Linked DNA regions of Mus musculus: region 1 is linked to region 2. The links are chromatin contacts, called in public HiChIP or PLAC-seq maps. All regions are on one chromosome and are shown on one strand. The core of a region is the stretch at or near the end of the contact, and the rest is flanking DNA. Distances in the headings are between cores, read along the strand shown.

The links. HiChIP or PLAC-seq counts read pairs in DNA pulled down with a chosen protein or histone mark.
Region 1: a contact with region 2 is called in a FOXA1 HiChIP or PLAC-seq map of pancreatic cancer cells. The contact joins the promoter of Ptprb here to the promoter of Tspan8 in region 2. A contact is called at or near these places in 1 of 484 Hi-C or Micro-C datasets (pancreatic cancer cells) and 1 of 115 datasets of contacts at active chromatin or transcription factors (pancreatic cancer cells).

Annotation. Positions count from the first base shown.
Region 1 is chr10:116,299,912-116,303,369 of GRCm38.p6, forward strand. It overlaps Ptprb (protein tyrosine phosphatase, receptor type, B), which reads left to right and starts at 1,463. Exons shown (of 32, transcript NM_029928.2): 1 at 1,463-1,768; 2 at 2,197-2,470. The coding sequence starts at 1,715.
Region 2 is chr10:115,815,646-115,819,193 of GRCm38.p6, forward strand. Tspan8 (tetraspanin 8) reads left to right here and starts at 1,639. Exons shown (of 8, transcript NM_146010.2): 1 at 1,639-2,015. The coding sequence starts at 1,956.

The DNA.
Region 1 (3,458 bases), core at 213-2,712, 480 kb after region 2:
CTCTGTAATATATGTGTGTGTGTGGGGGGGGGGGATTTATGTCTTATTCCTCCTAGTGATTTGAAATATAGTATAACAATCCATGCAAGATAGTTATTGACAACCACCCTGATTACACCAATTAAAACTTTTGAGTGCTTATTAATGGTCAGGCCAAGAGCAGGCTCACACACCTCTTGAATGTTTCAAGCTCAGGGATATAGCATTTTTAAAAGGCAAAAACCACAAAGATATGTCAAAGTTAGAAGAGGATAAGAGAACCTCAAAATGTTCCTTCCTGCCAGAGCATAGAGGTCATTTTAGTTACAACTTGCCAACTATTTTGCTCAATACATCTGGACCAAAGTCGAGGTATGGAAATCTCAACTATGTTGCCAAGGCAGACATGACAATTATGGGGGTGGAGGACGTGCGGGGGGAGGGGGGGATAAGAACTATCTTAAGCAAACAGTAAATGGAATCCGAACATGACTGCCTTGTCTTGGTTACTTCAGTAGGGTTATGCACCCAAAACCTTACAACTATGAAAGTGGCTGCGATGTTTCGCTATTCTTACCTACATTCCATTAAGCACTTTTGCTGCTCGGATGGAGTTATTTCTAGGACCCACTTCTAGACACATTTCTACAGGGTATGGGACAGTTTCTAATGCGCTTGCAGTTAGTGTGGAAAACACCACAGCTGCTTTGGAAGGCGTAGAAAGAAGCTGGGGTCCTGGAGTGTTTCCCAGTGAACTGAGCTGATAATTGCCTTCTTCTCTCAGGTGGGGCATGGCATGCCCTTCTGGATGGTCAGTGGTGGGATTGCCTGCAGGGGCTAAAGCACATAGGTGATGGATATTTTGTTGTAGCTTCACAGTATTTGCCTGAGATTTAGGGAACACACAGACCTGTGGTACAGAAACGGGCAAGTGGCTGGAGAGATGGCGCTCCTGTTGATGGGCTGGCTCTTGGCGGGTCTTTTCTCTCTGGCTGATGTCAAGAGGATACACATCGTGACAAATGAGTGTTTTGAGGTGAGAAGGACTAAAGCCCTCTAATAAAAGGCTTCAGGAAAGAGTGTGGGCGACCCAGGGAAATGTGCTCGGGTCAAGTTTAAGCCTGGGAAAAAAGAGGTCCTGGAGAAAGATAGGAAGGAAGATAGAGAGGGGGGCTCTGGGTGTGCAGAAGGGAGGGGGGGCTGAAAAGCGAGAGGGCTCAAGCACTATTTACTGGTTGTAGGATAGGGTCAAGGACCACTGAGAAGGAAAAAGTGAGAGTGAAGGAGGAGGTGAAAGCAAGACTTTGCGGCCCAGGAAGGGATTCTTGGCTGGGGGGGCTGGGGTGGCGGCAGAGGGGGCGGGAGGGGTGGCAGCTTGGCTGGCCTCAGGCCCCCTTGGCAGCCTCAGGCGTTGGCTCCTCAGGGCTCCCTCCCTCTCCCGAGCATTGTTCCTTTGCCGGGAGACAAGGAAATTGCCTTTTGATTGCGGAAGTCCCGGACGGGGCTTTGGGGGCGAGGCAGCGCGGGTCAGAATGGCAGCGTGGGAAGGGCCGCGCGCCGCGGGTCCCCGCCGCCTGTCGTGTCCGCTGCCCGCCCGGGGCGGCAGCAGAAGCAGCGGCTGCCACGGCCCTTGAGCATCGCCAGCCCCGAGGGTAGCGCGCTGCGCCCGCCCGCAGGGCGCGCTGAGCGCTCAACAAGTGGTACCCAGAAGTGCCCTGGCTGGCCTCCCAGCGAGATGCTGAGGCATGGAGCCCTAACGGCCTTGTGGATAACACTGAGCGTCGTGCAGGTAAGCAGGCAGAGCAAGGTCTGGGGATGATGCTCCACCCCAGCCAAGAACTGAATATGTCCTGTTGCTGGCCTCCGGGGCTGAGCTGCTAGGAAAAAAGGGACAGAAATCTCTTGCTCCTTCCCTCCTATCTATGGGACAGCCATCTATCCACCCTCTCTGAAACCCTACCATTACCAAACTGACAGCTCTCCCTGCTGTCAAGAAAGCAACCTGTGTCTGCAGCTGTTCCTGGGGGAGGTGGGACAACTAGGGTGAAAGTCTCCTGCCAGCCACTTTCCCCGTGGGCCCTTTCCTGGACTGGAGGATGAGAGGCCAGCTGTAGCTGGACTCCAGGGGTGAGGACAGGTGACTTGGGGAGCTTGCTGCGGACATCTCTAGGCAGTGCAGGCTATGGACTTAATCTGTGCTCTCTGATTCTTTTACAGACTGGAGTGGCAGAGCAAGTGAAATGTAACTTCACACTGTTGGAGTCCAGGGTCTCTAGCTTGTCAGCGTCTATCCAGTGGAGGACTTTCGCGTCACCCTGTAACTTTAGCCTCATCTACAGCAGTGATACCTCGGGGCCCATGTGGTGCCATCCTATTCGGATAGACAACTTTACCTACGGATGTAACCCCAAGGATTTACAAGCAGGGACCGTCTATAACTTCAGGATTGTTTCTCTGGATGGAGAAGAGAGCACTCTGGTCTTACAGACAGGTAAAGTTCACAGGTGTAATGGTCGGCCAGACTGCTCTACGCCGAGCCTTGACTTTTCCTACCGAAACTTTCCTTTGATCTGTAGGCATTTAAAAAGGATATATATACTTATTTATATATTTTATGTATTATATCAAATTTATATATATATTTAGAGAGAGGAATAACCTGTGATGATATTGGACCATGACTTCTAGTTGGCTGAGTTCTGATCAGTGTAGCTTGCTTGACTCTTAAAGAGTCAAGCAAGCTCTAAACAGCAGCTGAATGAACGGCACCTGGAAAGGGGGAGGGGGGACTCAGGGGGAGAGGGGAGGGCAGCAGAGGGAATTTTTTAAATTGATGTAGTTTGAGCTTCCATTACATTAAATTGTCAGACGTCAGATCATTTTAAGTAACTGTTTTGAGAATAAATAAGTTTTGGTGATTAAGGATATGCCTGGTTATATGTATAAGGCGTGAACCAGGACATAAAATCATCAGGAATAGGATAGGGAAAGTTGGAAAAGCCCCTTGAAATGAGGGTGCAAAAAAAAAAAAAAAGATTCTGTATTTTTTGAATTACAAAACAGTAGAGAATATTTTTTTGTTGCTCTGAACTTGGGGTCTGTGATTTTCTCAGCTACTCCTTCCATGTGTGGCTATTCCTTCTGTGTGTGGATGCTAAGAGTCTGTGCCCCTCCACACACATGTCCCATTCTCTTTCTTTCTTTTTTCTTCTTCTTCTTCTTCTTCTTCTTTTTTCTTCCTTTCTTTCTTTTTTTCTTATTTTCCAATACAGGGTTTTTCTGCGTAGCCCTGGCTATCCTGAAACTCACTCTGTAGACCAGGCTGGCCTTGAACTCAGAAATCCGCCTGCCTCTGCCTCCCAAGAGCTGGGATTAAAGGCGTGCGCCACCACTACTTTTCTAACCTGTGAAATGAAAGACTGGACTATGCTTCAGCCCTACTTCTTCCATCTATGGAGACTATCCCAAGCATTTCTCAC
Region 2 (3,548 bases), core at 389-2,888:
TGCGTGCGTTTGTGCATGGCCGGATATCGCCCTGATATATTGGGAAGTTAAAAGAGTCCAGAAAGGTTTAAAATATAGAAATGGGATTGCTGTTTGGATACCACACTCAGAGTTCGCCAGGAAGCTCAAGGAAGAAGCCTGGATTGAAGGTCCTGGGGCTCTTCTTTTGCAGATCTGTGTGCCTTTATCTCCAATGTTAGATGCTATGACTAGTCAGGGCAACGGGCCAGGATCTCTGCTTTTCAGACATAAATGGTCCAATAGGAGAGAGACACTAAGAACTGAATGTATCAAGGGGTAGAGGTTGACTCAGATCATAATGGCCATGGGCTGAGGAGATGAGGGCTCAGACAGGAAAGTGTCTGGAGTCCAGCATCTAAGTCAAAGACAGGAGAGGCCGACGGTATACGTTGGTGGGCCCAGGGCTGCAGTGGGCAGGAACAGATTCCTGAAGCTCATTGTCCTACTGATCCATGAGCTTCTCACGTTCAGTATTACTTGGCGAACTAATCCTAGCTCTCACCTATTACATTTAATGTTATTGCTAATAATGCATCAGAAATGTATTTTAACAGTTACAAAGTAAAGGCAGATATTGGTGAAAATTAGAAAGATGTGTGTGTGTGTGTGTGTGTGTGTGTGAGAGAGAGAGAGAGAGAGACCCCAGTCACTTGTTTTAATTGTATTTAATGAAGTTTTTAGGGAATTGTTTTCCTAACAGACCCTTGAAGTATGCAATTGTTTTACTTAGGGGGCGAGGGAGGCCCTCTGAGTGGTATAAAAGAAAAGACCCAAGGCCCAGGTCGTTTCCTCTGCCCGAATAGATGGCAGAATGGTGCATTTACCTGGCGGAGGCAACATCCCAGTAGCACCAGAAGCAGCTGAATGGGCAGCTTTCAGTAGTCCACGAGTGCGTTCCCAAAGGAATTTTCTTTGTCAGCTGCCCAGAACCCAGAAACGGAGTTAGAGTGGAACTGTTGCTGTAGGTCATTTCTCAGAAGAGAGAAACCTGAGTCTACCTTAAAAACAAACCCAGCTATCAGGCCTGGTTACTGAGTCATAAGTAAACACAAAGGGGCAGCTCCTCAGAGTTTCCTTCCTTCCTGTTTTTTTTTTTTTTTTTTTCTTTTCACACAAAGATAAAAATAAACCCCCGAATGAATGCTCTTACGAGATCACGCAAAGGCAGGCCACTTCCCCTTTAATGATTGGAAGTGGCAGGCATTTAAGGGAGCTCCTTGGGATTTCTTTGAAAGAACAACAACAACAACAACAACACAACAACCAAACAAGACACTTGGCTAATTAATGTTTGTTTCCTTGTTCATTTGAAGTTGAGGAGAAGAAGTTATGGTAACTTAAGTCCGGATGCTTTGCAGGTTTCCAAATACCTATTGCTGAAAGGAACTTTGTGCTCCTATCAATTAAAAAAAGGGGGGGGGGATGCAAATCGAAGTGAGACACAAGGCCCATTTACTTGAGAGCCTGGCAGCCGATTTCCGCAGGGTTAGAAGAGAGGGCAGCCACACCAGCCAGCCAGCCAGCCAGCCAGCCTATCCACCTACTATCTCGCTGTGCCATTCTCCACCTCTGCCCCAGCCACTCCCATAACTTGATATCTGTTTACTCTAGAGGGAGCGGGCTTTGAGAAGCCATCATAAATATCCTGACCTAATGCCTTAGCAGCCATAAGAAGGAAAAGAATGTACTCGCCTGAAGATAACGTTTGAGATATTTAAAGGTGTGGGTTAATTTTTTATCCACTCCAATAACTGTTGGTTTTTTTTTTTTTCTTTTTTTTCTGTTCCTTCTGTCTACTTCTTTGCTCTCTATTTCTACCCCCGAAGCTGCAGGCACACGGATCTCTGCAGGCAAAATCCGTCAGAGCCTACGCAGGACAGCCTTCTACGGACTTCTTCATTCCACTGTAACTTGGTGGCTGCCCCTTCTCCGAAATGGCAGGTGTGAGCAGCTGTTTAAAGTATTCTATGTTTTTCTTCAACTTCTTGTTCTGGGTAAGTAGTTTTCTTTTAATTCTCAGTTTTGTTCAGGAAAGAAGACTTGAGATAAATATCACCACTGAGAACAGACTTACATAGAGCTAGAGGATAAGGGGGAAAAGACATTTTCCATTGAAATATTTACATTGGTTTGTCGCTGGCTGTTTGGGGAACTGAAAAGAAGCCAATGACTCCAAAAAACCAAACCAAACCAAACTAAACCAAACCAAACCAAAACAAAACGCCTGGTGTATTCAAGTTCTCTGAGGATAAACATTTCCCGAATGTTTTCATATTGTTGCAAGACTAAACACAGGGGGAAATATCCCTTAATTAAAGGACAATTATTCTCAGTTCTATGATGCCAATCAGCACTCTGTTTAAAGACTCCAAAGAAAACAGTTTGATTCAGCATGGCTTCTGGTTCCCTCCCTTTGACATCTAGGTTTGAAACAGGTGACTGACTAGTGGGTGGCAGGGTGGTAAATGCATGAGAGGATCATTTTCAGAGCCCCCAGGAAGAAAGAAATAGTCCCTGGAGAAGCAGTTAAGAGTATTTAATCATAAGATTCAGCTAAACCAGTGACTAGGTATTAGTATTTCGAAGTCAGTATTTTGGTGTGTCGTCAACCCATCCTTTCAAACAACAGGGTTTGTTTCTTGCAAATTATGCCTTGCTTAAGTCTGATGATGGCTCCCAAGGGCATTGAAAACATTATTTAACATTGAAAAAGCAAATGTCATGATCTGAGGGGGTGAGGGGGGATTTGGGAGAGAACATGTACACATATGGTATAATTAGAGGTGCTCACAAGTAAAGTAGTGGAAATGTCTCAGGATGCTGCAACAGAAAACAGTTCCATTGTTTCTGGATTGGAAAGTAGTTTATGCATTAAGGATAAGGAGCTCTGGTTTTTGTGTCTGAGCCTTTTGGCCTTTAACAGATGGCTGGTATCGGTCCAATACATTCATTTTCTTTCTTAGCTTTCTGTAAAAGGCTTAATAGAGATCTAGACAGGTCAGGATGAGGGAAAACATCTATTCTCATCCATTCATTGCATTAAAATAATAATGATTTAAGTAAACTAATATAACTTTGTGTATGAAATGACTTTCTACTCAATGGCGAGTAGCCCTAATGAATAAAGGTGACATATAGTGAATTAAATTCGTTAAATAAGTATTTATTTGTATAAATAAGCAAGAGAATAAAAACATTTTTGTTCTTTTATACTTTGTCTCCTTTTCCTATGAAAAGGGGCTGTTTTTGAAATTACTAGAAACTAGGAAAATATTTTGAAACTCAAGAATATATGACAAAAATTTAAAAAGTAATCAAACATATTGCTTCTCTTGGATTATTAAAGTCATCAAGGGCTGAATATAAAGGAAGAAATGAATGTGTGCTTTGGATTTTTTTCAAACTTTCCAACATTCACAAATGAAGACAAATTTGGAAAATTAGCTCTATTACTTGGCCACTAAAACCACGAAACCAATCTATACATGCGTAGCCTCAGTCACTTGCTTAGACAATTATGAACAAAC